Regions from separate parts of the Mus musculus genome. Here region 1 is linked to region 2. A link is a contact called in public Hi-C data. All regions are on one chromosome and are shown on one strand. Each heading gives the region's core, a stretch centred on a gene start, on an enhancer-like site or on the middle of the called end of the contact. The rest is flanking DNA. Distances are from core to core; before and after follow the strand shown. Region 1 has its middle 13 kb from the start of 1700109G15Rik. Region 2 has its middle 100 kb from the start of Aatf.

Evidence for each region. Hi-C and Micro-C count contacts between places; a contact is called where the count stands out from the background.
Region 1: a Hi-C map of the G1E-ER4 cell line shows a contact between it and region 2, with 2.3 times the contacts expected there. The contact joins two enhancer-like sites. A contact is called at or near these places in 9 of 484 Hi-C or Micro-C datasets (the G1E-ER4 cell line, Th1 cells, beige adipocytes and 6 more) and 4 of 115 datasets of contacts at active chromatin or transcription factors (embryonic basal ganglia and embryonic stem cells).

What each region holds. Positions count from the first base shown.
Region 1 is chr11:84,704,469-84,710,274 of GRCm38.p6, reverse strand. No RefSeq gene overlaps it. Among named protein-coding and RNA genes, the nearest start is that of 1700109G15Rik, 13 kb to the left of the region's middle. Within about 2 kb of position 2,869, at least 37 of the 459 cell types and tissues checked have an H3K27ac peak or open chromatin away from gene starts, as enhancers often do. A contact at or near this core is called in the G1E-ER4 cell line, where this site is marked.
Region 2 is chr11:84,410,231-84,416,989 of GRCm38.p6, reverse strand. No RefSeq gene overlaps it. Among named protein-coding and RNA genes, the nearest start is that of Aatf, 100 kb to the left of the region's middle. Within about 2 kb of position 3,674, at least 15 of the 459 cell types and tissues checked have an H3K27ac peak or open chromatin away from gene starts, as enhancers often do. A contact at or near this core is called in the G1E-ER4 cell line, where this site is marked.

The sequences.
Region 1 (5,806 bases), core at 1,620-4,119, 290 kb before region 2:
GGCCGAGAGGGCGCCTATTTTACTGACCCAGACCCTTAGGGCTGTGCTTGGAATCTTGGAGATAGTTAACACTGGGTAAACTGACAATTACAGGGCTGAAAGTTTGGATGGATGGATGGCTGATGAGTTCTTGCTTAGTATACACAAGGCCCTGGGTGCAACCTCCTCCTGGTACTCAGTACCATGGGTGGGGGGAGAAGAAGATGGAAAGTGAATGAATGAACTCTTGGTTGAGTTGAAGCCTTCTCAGCTTCTCCTGTAAGTGGTATTATAAGAACATCTGCATGGGTGTCTGCCTTATGCCAGGGGTTTTGGTGCTCAAACAGTCCCTGGAAATCTGGCCCAGGTTAGGGGCAAGCCCTGGAACCTCAGTCATCCAAACTTCTCTGCGTACCTGAGCAGACCGGCTTTCACGTGCCCTTCTAAGATAAAGTTAGCTTGCTCATGAAGGATTGAAACAAGAGGGTGCTTGCAGAGCCTACCAGGGAGAATTAGAACTTTGCTCATGGTTGGCAAGCAAATCGATGCTGCGCACTGCAAACGAGTCTTATTTGTCCACCATCAAGTCTTATCTGAGCTCCACGCAGCTTCCGCGCGCGCATTCCGCTTGGCAGCAGATGGGTTCCAGGGATGGCGGCTCCGCGGAAGTAATAAAGTGGCATTTCTTTTCCAATTGTCTCTTGTTGAGACCTCTTGGTAATTCAGATTGATGCTCCTGCAGCCCGATGCAGGGACTGACTGAGTGAGGCTTCTCTAGGCCAGGAGCTTTTATTGCTGTTACAGGAGTTGAATGATGTACACAGTAGGAAGGGACCCTGCCTGCCCAAGGACTCTGTCCTGCCCCGCCAGGGGCCAAGGCCCGAGGGCAGGCGAGCCAAGGAAGCACAGTCAAGTCAGGAGCTCTGGATTCCTGGGTTCAATGCTCGCGCGAGACAACCGACAAGTCCCCAGGAATAGGCCTGAGGTGGATCTTTCCAGCAGAAAACATGGTGCCTCGGAAGTTTCTGTCTTCCCTGCAGTGGGAACGGGTTGTCTGTCTCCTCTGGTTCATACACCTGAGAGTCACAAGGTGTTTCCCAGGGCGGAGAGCCTTACAGCTTTTCTGGGGCGGGGAGAGGGCCCATTAGGATCAATATCTCCTCAGTTCTGGGATTATTAGTTTGTTTCAATGAGTAAGGTTAAGTCAGATATTCTGGGATGCCTAGACCTGATAGGACAGCGTCTCCCCTCCCCCAGCCAGAAGCTCACCACTCTGTCCAAAGTCCTATGTTTAGAGGGCCAAGCCCCCGCCCCCGGGGGGAGTAAGGCCAGTCTGCCCTTCTCTTACTCCCTTCCCTTGCTGTTGATGTGAATTTTTAAAAAAACCTCTCCCGGCCCCGTCTCTCGCCACTTTCCCCATGCCCATCCCTTCAGACCCATCTACCCCTCAACCCCATCTGACTGCCAATTGAAAAGGCCGGAAAATAATGTGAAATAATATAGTTTATCACCCAGAGGCTGCTGACAGGCAGCGCGGCCACCTCTGAAAACAGGCAGGGAGGCAGGGAGGGCGAGGAAATTATAGGCTGCACAAAGGAGAAAAAGTTAAAGTGAGCGCTCCATAAAAGAAAGTGGAACTATTATGCCGCAAAATGCCAACTCATTACAAAGCGCCCAAATAAGAGAGAAATACGGCGCTGCCTGTAATAGCGGTTTACAAGGCAACATTGTACAGCAACAGAAGAAACGCTGCTATAATTTGCTCTAACAACTCCAATTATCCCTTTTATTGATTTGGCAACACATTTAATAGGAGTAGCCACACCTCTTCTGTTACAAATCATTAAAGGTGTTGAACGGTGTAATTTTAAAATTGTCCTCCTACAGTTGTCAGTATGACAGCATAATTCTCCCTGATTTCGGCTATGTAAACACCCAGGCACAGTCCTTTCCCCTTTACAAGGCCAGAGATGTTGTCAGCCTGGGGTTTTTGTGCAGAAACATCCATTTAATGCATGTCTTTTTTTTTCCCTCCAGCTGTAATTGCACTACAGTTTGGTTTAGTGCAGGTTTTTTCTTCTTCTTCTTCTCTCTCCCTTCTTCTCTTTCACTCTCTCTTCCTCTTTTCTTGTAACTAGGAGGAACATGGATCAGAGAGAGGTGGAAATAAACAGCAGGCTGTTTGGCCTTCTCTTTCTTCCTCTGTAGCGTTAATTGCTACTTAAGCCTGGGCCCTGCACTTAACATCCTGGGGGCAGATCAGGAACGCCCCCACAGAGGCTCAGGGTGCGCAGGCGCGGGGCGCTTTGCTTTAGCTGTGGAGCTCAACAGAGCCGGGCACTCCTGCTGGGTCTGCTGGCACTGGGTTAGGTGGAGCTGGCAGGGGACAGCCAGGCAGGCACCAGGGAGAGGCTCAGGTGAACAGAGACCTTCTGTGCGGTATGCTCTGGGTCAGCCTTCCCTGCTCCATTCCCATCCTTGACAGCCGCCGGCTCCTTAAGGGGTTTTGTTTTGTTTTGTTTTGGTCTTGGATGTGGACATCTAGACCGGAGGGAAATGGCACAGGAGGAAGCTGAGGAAAGTCCATGACCTGGGGTCACTTAGGAGAAAGGGCTGAGCAGAGAAGAGCCTATGTATTGCGTGGGATGGAACTTGGGTGTCTGGCCCTGGGCTGTTAAGTGGGAATCCGGTTGTGTGGCATGCCAGAGGCAAGTTCATGTCTCTACCTGTGCACTCAAGACACAAATCCCGCACTCAAATTAGAAATTTTGGCAGGGACCCCACCCCCGCCCCCAAAAAAGAAATTTTGGCAGGTCCCACACACACCCAGGTCCTCTATGTGATTGGGAGCAGAGAGGCTCCTTCAGACAACTCCAGCTGACCAGACTGCTGAGCAGGGAATCTGAATGAAGCTGGCATCCGGTAACATCTGTTCTTTGCTTCTTTGCTCCACCCCACTGACCACCTACTGATCACTGGAATTAGATTTAAGCTGCAGCAGAAGGGATTTAAATTAGACCCAAAGAACCAGTGTTCTGGGGACCGCAAGGCTCCAGATTAGCCAGCTAGGACTCTCCCGAGATCATCAGAGAGCCTTGCTGTGCTCTGGTTGGGGCAGAGGCCGTAGTTGTCCTGATGGTACCTGCCTCTGCACACATGATGCTGTGCCCTTCTACTGTAGTTGAGCCGGTGGCCTTAGCTTCCAGGACAGATGCTCTGACACACCTGCAGACTTTTTTGCTGTTGGCAGAGTCTAGCTCTTTCCTACTTGAGCCTGTGGTGCCCCACGAGGAGACCGTGCATTCCTACAGAGGAAAGCTGGGATCTGCCTCCAGCCCCTCCAGTATTCCTGCACAGCAGAGGCGTTGGACTTCCTGTGCCTCAGCCACTGGAAGTGGAGGGCAGCACCTAACAAAAGGGCCTCCACTGGACAGTAGCCAAGCACACTGAAGCTGAGCTCCAGCCTGTTTCTCGCTTTGTCTGGCTGCCTTTGGCGCTGTTCATCTGCTTGGATGTCTGCGGTCCTGCATGTCTCTCCAGGCCTGCCAGGCTCAGATAGGGAGCAGAAAGGGGTACAGTGTTCAGATTAGTGTCATGGGGTGGTGGTAGTGAGCTGGCTTCAAAACCTGCCCCTCTCTCTCCCCCACATGGACAACCTTCTCCCAGACTTCATTACAGGCTGTGAGTGCCTGAGACGGATCACCTCTTTCTCAGCTGAGGTTGGGGGTGAGCTGTGGCCCTCTCCATCTCTTCCTCTCACTGTGACCCCAATCACAGCACCTGCCCTTGTCTAATTGGCCAGTGTCAGTGGAAGGGGGGAAGGGAAGGCTGATGTCCAAGGAGGAAATCCCATTAGGGGAGCGTGAGCCAAGTTATTAGTGGTGAAGATGTAATTGGGGTTGGTGAGTAATCTCAGCAGATCCATCACCTATTTATGGTACACCCAGCTGTGTGACCTTGGCTGAAGTGCTTCACCTCTCTGGTGAAATAGGACCTCCATGATTGCCAAGAATCTCTACATTTGGGGGAGTGGAATCTCATGAACTCTGACTCACCCCCAGTCTCATGTCCATCCCAGAGGTGCTCAGTCAGGTTTGGCCTCTGAGTCACTTGTACAACCGCATGAATTCTTCCTAAGTTCTACACTCCTCGAAGTCAGTACCTGCCACCGCCCCCAGCTGAGTATCTCACATATAGTAGGGCGTGTATCAGTTTTATGAATGGCCGGCTGATTGATGATTGGATGTGATTAATAACAAGCACATATAATTCCAAGGCTCTTCGCTTAGACAGTGCATAATTGCTTGGGGGAGAAGCCCTAACCAACTGCTGAGTTATGAGCTTCAGTGAGCAACTACCTGTATCCTGCATGTCCTCGGTAGCAGCACTCCCAAAGGCTCCCACAGACAGATTTGGTGAGGACTGGAGCCATATGGACATTAGATCTTAGCTGCAGAGCAGGATGCTTAGTTGAATCTTAATATGTGTGGTTTGTCTTTGTTTTGTTTTGAGACAGGATCTCACTGTGGTTTCCTGACTGGCTTGGAACTCACTATGTAGACCAGGCTGGCCTCCAGCTCAAAGAGATCCACCTGCTTCTGCCTCCTGTGTTCTGGGACTAAAATTGTATGCCACTATGCCTGGACTTAATATTAATTCTGTCCTTCACTAGAGAAAAGACACCCAGTCCCATGGACGTGAGACGGAGCAAGGTTGGGGCTGAAGGGGATGAACAGGAGAGAGGTGAACTCCATACACTCTTTCTTGTGTTGTGGCTTTCGGGTCTTCCTCTTCTGAAATCTCTTCCCAGAGCACACAAAGACAAATCCTAGGCACTCAGGAAATACCTGCTGATCCAATGAATGAATAAATGAAACCTCTTGGAAGTAAAAGATGGAAGGCACCAAACAAGACCACTCAATGGAATTACCCAGGATCTTTTCAGCCTCTCTTCTCCTAACCCTCATGTCCAGAGTCTAGTTTTGCTCACACACATACTGATTCAGAAACTCATGCTTTGACTCACGGCTAAGTTTTAAAGCTTACCCATGAGTTTCTGATATGTGGACAAGTTGGGATGCCTTGCCTTAGAACGTGACCAAGATGATATATATGTTTAAGGTGTATATTTGGAGGGATTTGAGAGATATAACTCAGTTGGTGGAGTGGCCACCTATTGTGCTTGGTACTTTGGGTTTGATCCTCCAAACCACATCAAAACCAAACCAAAATTCAGGTGTGGTGGCACATGCCTGTAATCAGGTGATGGAAGGAAGCTGGAAGATCAAAAGTTCAACGTCATCCTTGATGTGGTGGCTCGAATGAAAATGACCCCTTAAGGCTCATATATTTAAATACTTGGTTCCCAGTTGGTGGACCAATTTAGGAAGGATTAGGAGGAGTGGCCTTGTTGGAGGAGGTATGTCACTGAGGGTGGGCCTTGAGGTTTCAAAAGCCCACACCATTTCCAGTTAGCTCTCTCTGCCTAGAGCTTATGAATCTAGATGTGAGCTGTCAGCTACTGCTCTGGCACCATGTCCACTTGCCTGCTGCCATGCTCCTCACCATGATGGCCATGGACTCTAACCCTCTGAAACTGTAAGCCCCTAATAAACTTTCTACAGGTTGCCTTGGTCATGAGGTCTTACCACAGAAGTAGAAAAGTAATGACGACACTGGCTACCTAGGAAGTTTGACACAACTTGGGTTATGTTAGAACTTGTCTCAAAAAAAAATATTGTTGGGTGCAGTAGCCACATGCCTTTGATTCTGGTACTTGAAAGTCTTTCTGTGAGTTTGAGGCTAGCCTGGTCTACATAATGAGTTC
Region 2 (6,759 bases), core at 2,425-4,924:
GGCTGAGGCAGGAGAATTGCCATAAGTTTATCCTGGAGAGGGAGGGAGGGAGAGAGAGAGAGAGAGAGAGAGAGGGAGAGAGAGAGAGAGAGAGAGAGAGAGAGAGAGAGAGAGAGAGAGAGAGAGAGAGCAGAGAGAGAGAGGGAAAGAGGATAGGAGGGAGAGAGAGACAGCACAGAGAGAGTGAGCAGAGAGATAGATACTAAAGAAAAAGAAGAACTCAACCGAAATGCTCATTTATTGATAGTAAAGTGTGGCACGTACACACAGTGGAATAGTATTCACCTGTGAAAAGGCCAAGCCCTGTCTTTTGTGACACTGCAGCTGGAGAGCACTAAGTCAGCACTGTGTGGTCTGACTGAGGCGGAGTCTAAGACTGGTGATCTCACAGAAGCTGAGAGCAAAGCAGTGGTTACAGAGGCAGGAGAGTTACAAAGTTGAAGTTGAAGGAGACATGCATTCTGGTGGTGTCTGACACACTGAAGAAGCTAGAATAGTGTTCTCCCCACAGAGCCCTGCTGGGTGTGTGCAATCACCATGCTCATCAGACTTGGGTGTGTCAAAAGTGGTGAGACCTCAAGTGTGCAATTTTCATGTGTGGCTTTTTGGTTTGGTTTGGTTTGGTTTGGTTTTTTTCGAGACAGGGTTTCTCTGTGTAGCCCTGGCTGTCCTCGAACTCAGAAATTCGCCTGCCTCTGCCTCCCAAGTGCTGGGACTAAAGGCATGTGCCACCATGCCCAGCTATGTGTTGATTTTTAAAAGGACAAATTAATCACAGTTGTTGAAAGAAGGGGAGAGGACAGAGAGAAGAGGAGGAGGAGAAAGAGGAGAGACACAGGAGGAGAGGAGAGGGAGAGGGAGAGGGAGAGGGAGAGGGAGAGGGAGAGGGAGAGGGAGAGGGAGAGGGAGAGGGAGAGAGAGAGAGAGAGAGAGAGAGAGGGAGGGAGAGAGAGGGAGAGAGAGAGAAACAATTTCATTTGGAGCAGTCACTCTGTGTGGAAAGACCCGAATCTCTCCTGGGCCAGACTCCGAAATGAGAGGAGGTGAGGAGGAGGAGGAGGAGGAGGAGGAGGAGGAGGAGGAAGGAGCCTGGGGCTAGCAGGCTGCGGGGCGGGGCGGGGCGGGGCGTGTGCTTCAGCTGGGGATGCTGGAGCCCTTGGGCTGCCTTTTCTGAGGTTTGCTTAATCCAAATTTCCCACAGACAAACTTGCTGTTCGGATTCAACAAGCCCTGGGCTTGTATTGGCGACGGGCTAGGTACTGTGTGGCGCTTGCCTCCCTGAACCAGACCTTTTGTTTTTAAGTGCACCAACCACATTTTCTCTTTTCTTCCATTCTCCTTCATAACATTGAAAAAAAAAAAAAAAAACCAACTGTCTGTCATTTGGTAAGTTCATTAACTAATTCTCTTCAGTCCAAGGGATCCATATCAGCCTGCGATTTGTGTATATTCAATTTGTCCGACAGCTCTATTGACGAAGCCTTCATTACCTGTGCCTTTTGCGGGGAGGCTGGGGTGAGCGGCCAGTTGCCTTATCTAAGGTCTGTTTCCCCGTGTGGCTATAGATTTCCCAATGCCCTGTGGGTCTCTGGAAGGGTCATTTTAGCAACATTTACATTCCTGAGGAGTTCATGGCTTTATTTCCCCTGGTTCGGGGTTCTCAGAGTTCATTTGTTGAGGTCAAGGATGCTGAATTCTTAAGACAGGAAATTTAACAGAATATGGAGAGGAAAGAAAAGCAAATTCAAAATCAATGGCAGAGACTAGAAGGCTCCAAGAGACAGCCTGATGGTGACACAAAGCTCCCTGCCACCCAGATTCCCCTGAGGGTGACAGAGAAGAGCTTAGTCCCCCTGTTCCCTGGCCACAGTCTGGGTGCACTGGCACTTGCTGACTCAGGGGGACAGACAGTGAGTTTGTCAGGACTTTAGAGACAGGACACATAGAACTGTGCTGTGGATGGAGGACAGACAGGTGGAAGTCAGACTCGGGGTTCCTGTCAGTAACCTGAGGGTGAACCACAGTCTGTGATGCTTTCTGTGGAGGTCTGAGGGCTGCAGAGATGGCTCAGTGGTTAGGGACATGTAGCACTCTTCTAGATGACCTAAGTTAGTTCCCAGCACCTAGGTCACAGCTGCTTGTCACTCCAGCTCTCTCTTCTGAATGCCAAAGACAACTTCGACACAGACAGACTGACAGACAAAGAGGCAGACACATACTCTTTTTTTTTTTTTTTTTTGAGACAGGGTTTCTCTGCGCAGTCCTGGCTGTCCTGGAACTCACTCTGTAGACCAGGCTGGCCTCGAACTCAGAAATCCGCCTGCCTCTGCCTCCCAAGTGCTGGGATTACAGGAGTGCGCCACCACTGCCCAGCCAGACACATACTCTTAAAAAAAAAATCTTGGAGCTGGAGATGGCTCAGAGCTTAAGAGGCTGCTCTTCCAGAGAACCTGGGTTCAATTCCTCGAAACCACATGGGTGACTCACAACCATCTGCAACTCTAGTCCTAGGGGATCAGATGCCCTCTTCTGGCCTCTGTTGTCACCAGGTACATATATGGCACACAGACATACATGAAGGCCAAACACCCATACAAACTAACAAATATAAAATCTTTTTTTTTTTAAGTTGGAGAATTAGATGGGTCAGTCAGCCTATTTTTTAGGGTCTTGAGTGGGCAGTGGCTGCCTTAGGAAGTCACAGGATCTGTTTAGGATATTGCTCCTGGCCCGGTTCTCAGCTGTTTATCGACTTACGGTGAGGTGGGCTCTGGCTGAGGCCACACCTAGAGCTGTGCTCCAGCTGGTGTCCTCTCAATCCCGGCGTTTACTGCCGCCGTCACACCTGCTGCTCTGCCTAGACGCCTGCCCCTGAACCCACTCTCAGGTGTGGCTCACTTTGCCTAGGAGGATTTGGTGTGGTGTTCTGGATGCTTCCTTACCCAGAGAGCCCGCTGGAGGGCGGGTGCATTAGCATGCAGGTGGTGCCCACAGGAGATGAGAGCAATTAACTCAGTTCTGCAGTCGCTTTCCACAGAGAGGTCCAGGCCTGCCGGTCCTGTGGTGATGTCCAGGTGTGGGACTCCCTTTGTCCTCTGGTGATGTCCAGTCCTGTGGTGATGTCTGGGAAGCCTAAGAGGTGCTGACTCGAGGAGTGGCTCGGGGCAGGTAGACCTAGCTATCTGATGGAATGTTTATAGGGTAAGGTTGATTAGTGGGGCTACCTAAGGCTGCAGGACGGTGCAGCTTTGTGTAACTACTCCCCCATCTTTTTGAGAGTTGACAGGCCAGCCAGAGCTCCAGCTGTCCCCGGGCAGACAGGCCTGCGAGTCGCACACCTGTGCCAGGCCCCATAGGCAGAGCTCACAGGCCCTTCGAGATGTGGAAGCGGCATGTCTCCCGAGTTCTCAGCCCTAGGATCTGGGGTAAGCAAAAGTGCTGCCGTGGGTGGTTTGTCTAGTGCCCAGAGTGCTTGTGGGAGGGTGAGCCTCTCCTGGGGGATTAGGCGGGGACAGAATCCCTGAAGCCACACAATTATTTTCCAGTTTGACTCCTGTGTCCTTTCAAGTTGTAGCGTGCTGCACTTGGCTTTAAGAGCCCCACGGAAGCCTAATAGGGAACACGTTGGAGTGTGATAACTCTGGGCTGGTATTGTTTGAGAAGATAAGCAGAAAGGGGCAGGGGACTCTGAATCCACTTATCGGTGCCTTAGCAGGAATGGGGGCTCTCTGCAACCCCACCTAACAAGCTGCAGTGTTTTCCCAGGATTCTGTGGGGCACCTGCCTTGAAAAGCTTTGCTCCCAGAGGCCCAGGCCCAGCGTGTGTGTGTGTGTGTGTGTGTGTGTGTGTGTGTGTGTGTGTAACTCCTACAGGGCAGAATGTCCTGCGGTTGGTTGGCCCCTCAAACCTCTGGAACCCCGTAGAGACTGTTTTAAGGTCACATCTCAATCCTGGAGGAGGGTGAGAGGGGACAGATGTAAGCCCTAGTTCCTGTTATATAATTAGACGGAACTCTTCCTTCCAGGAGGAGCAAAATGAGGCCAAGGACGGCCTAAGCCTTGAGATTGCTTCTTGCAGTGGCCTGGGCAAGTAGGCCACGGGGATTTGTGCTCTGGTCAGGAGGTCCTGCCTTGGCTTCCGAGGGCCAGGAGCGGTGCACCTTACATTCCTTTTAAGGTAAAACCCTTGGTTTTCTGTTCCAAGTGGAGGTCAGGGGGAACAAGCAGCAGCTGTGGATTCTGTCACTGATGGCTACTGTGTCATTCTGGTTTTGACAGTCCTCGTGGCCCCTGGTTGTTGTAAGTACAACAAACACGTGTGCCTCATTATTTTCAAAGTTGAGCGCCAGGCTGGCCCTTTTCTGTCATTTATGTGATAGTGAAAAGCTGATGTTTTATTAAGTGTAGACAGGGCAGCTCACTGGAAGCTGGGCTTCTGTTCTACGAAGCTCTACGCATACACTCCTTCCACAGTGAGGACTTGTAGTCTCCCCTTGCCTCTCCCCCACCCCACCCCCCAGAAGAGAATTTCAACTTCAAGACAAACAACTTCATTTACAAGTGTGCCTCTAATTAGCTGCAGAATTAGGAAAGCCGAGTTTTCCCCCATAGATCGGCTAAAGCCTCGAGGGAGACTGGTGGAATAGAGAATCGCATTTCCAATTATTTTGTTGAATTGCTAATTTAGTTATTGTGCCTGGTGTAATTGTGATGGGTATTGGGTGTGCAATTCAATTTGTTTTAAATATTTGTGGGAAGGCTGATCAGTAATGGAGCTGACCTATTTTATGGCCCAAATTGAGAAAAAAAAAAGGGCTAAAACCTAACAGCCACAAAGATATAGTTTTCCCAAAGATATAGTTTGTTTCCATTTTTATTTGGATCTCTCTCATCCCTCTTAAGACCATCCCATGCAACAAAAGGATTAAATTAAAAGATGACAACATTTTGATCCTCTCTCTTTGAAGGCAGTGCTGTCCCTGATAGTTTAATATGCAGATACTGTAGGGTGGTGTGAACCGGCCTGAGAAGTCTCCACCCCATTGCCTCTGTGCCTATAAGTGACCCGGAGATCAGCTTGGGAACTGCATGAACCATGGAAGGAGCGAGACCCTGCAGCCCAGCCCGGTGCTCAGTCATAGTCTGGAGGGCAGCTCCTACTGGCTGATATCCAGGGTGGAGCCCAGGAGCCTGCACAGAAGGGAAGGGACGTTTGGTCCACCATACTTTGAGCACAGGGCTTGGTGACCAGAGTCTTCACCCAGGGGGCTGTGCACACACTTATGTGGCTTGAGACTGTGCGGTTATGTTGAAGGTCAGGCGTGAGATGTCTTCACTCCCAACAGCAATGACTTGTAGAAACTCCTTGAGGACCCCTGTCTGCACAGTAGAGGTCACACCCTGGGGTGCTGCTTGGGAGTTGAGGAATTCCAGTCTGGGCCTGTGGGGAAGGCAAGGATATGGCCTGGAGGGTCACAGAGAATGCCTGGGCGCTGTGAGCTCTGTGTCAGGGCGGCTCACCTGGAGCTACACCACTACCACACACACACTCAGCTAAGCTGCACCAAATCACAAATCACCTGGAGCTACCCCACCACCACACACACACACACACACATACACACACAGCTAAGCTGAACCAAATCACAAATCACCTGGAGCTACACCACCACCACCACACACACACACACACACACACACACACACACACACACACAGCTAAGCTGAACCAAATCCACAGTGGCCAGCCCTAGAAGAGTTTGAGAGAGAACAGTAAGACGAAGACAGTTGTCGTATGATTTGACCCTAACAGGTTTCATTTTGTACTCCAATTTGCTAATAAAGGAGCCAGTGCCAGGGACAGCCGGGCCCCTCCTTTATCAAGCTTTCCTAGAGGCCCCGGGAGACAGCAGCTGAGGGGTGCAGCCCTGCTGCTGAGGAGTGGGAACCAATAGAAAAGAAGAAACCAGCGATCAGAGAGGGCAGCTGGGGCAGGTGACCTGAAGAGCCTGGATTCCAGTGCATGGCACCCTTGTCACCCCTGTCCCTTGCTAGTTCCTCAGGCACTGTGTAGCTTTGTTACTGAGGTGTAATGAACAGTTCAAAATCCACCCTTTTTTGGGGGGGGGGTAGGATTTTATCTTTTCTTTTGCATGTGGGGCTGTTCTTGCCTGCGTGTACACTATATACATGCCTTGTGTCTGCAGAAGAGGGTGTCGCATCTTTGGAACTAGAGTCACTGGTGGCCACCATGTGAGTACTAAGAATTGAACCCTGGTCCTCTGGAAGAAGAACTGCTGAGCCATTTCCTGGTCCCCATGGAAACCCAGCCACTGTAAACATCTCGTTCAGTGGTCCTCAGGAAGGCTGCAGTGTGATGCTGTCAATGCTCCATTCTGATTGACAGTGCATCCCTGGCCCTGAGCCCAGGAATAACTTCCTAACTGTAGCTGCAGGCACCATTCCTGGATGGTTTAACAGAAACGGTCTGACAGCAAGCAGCTTCAGTCAGGCTTCTTTCCCTCAGCGCATCTCTCATGCAGTGTGTTTTGTAGTCTGTTCATCTTTACCAGGGCAGTGTCACACCATATGTTTAATAGCACATTCCACTCAGCTATGTCGAGAGGGTGTATTAGACCGATGTGCATGGCCACAGGCTTCATGGGCCATGTTTTCATTTCTCGTGGGTAAGCAGGGCATTCCCGGCTACAGAAGTTATAGGTAAGGCCACGGTTCATGGCTTATGGAGTGACCACATTG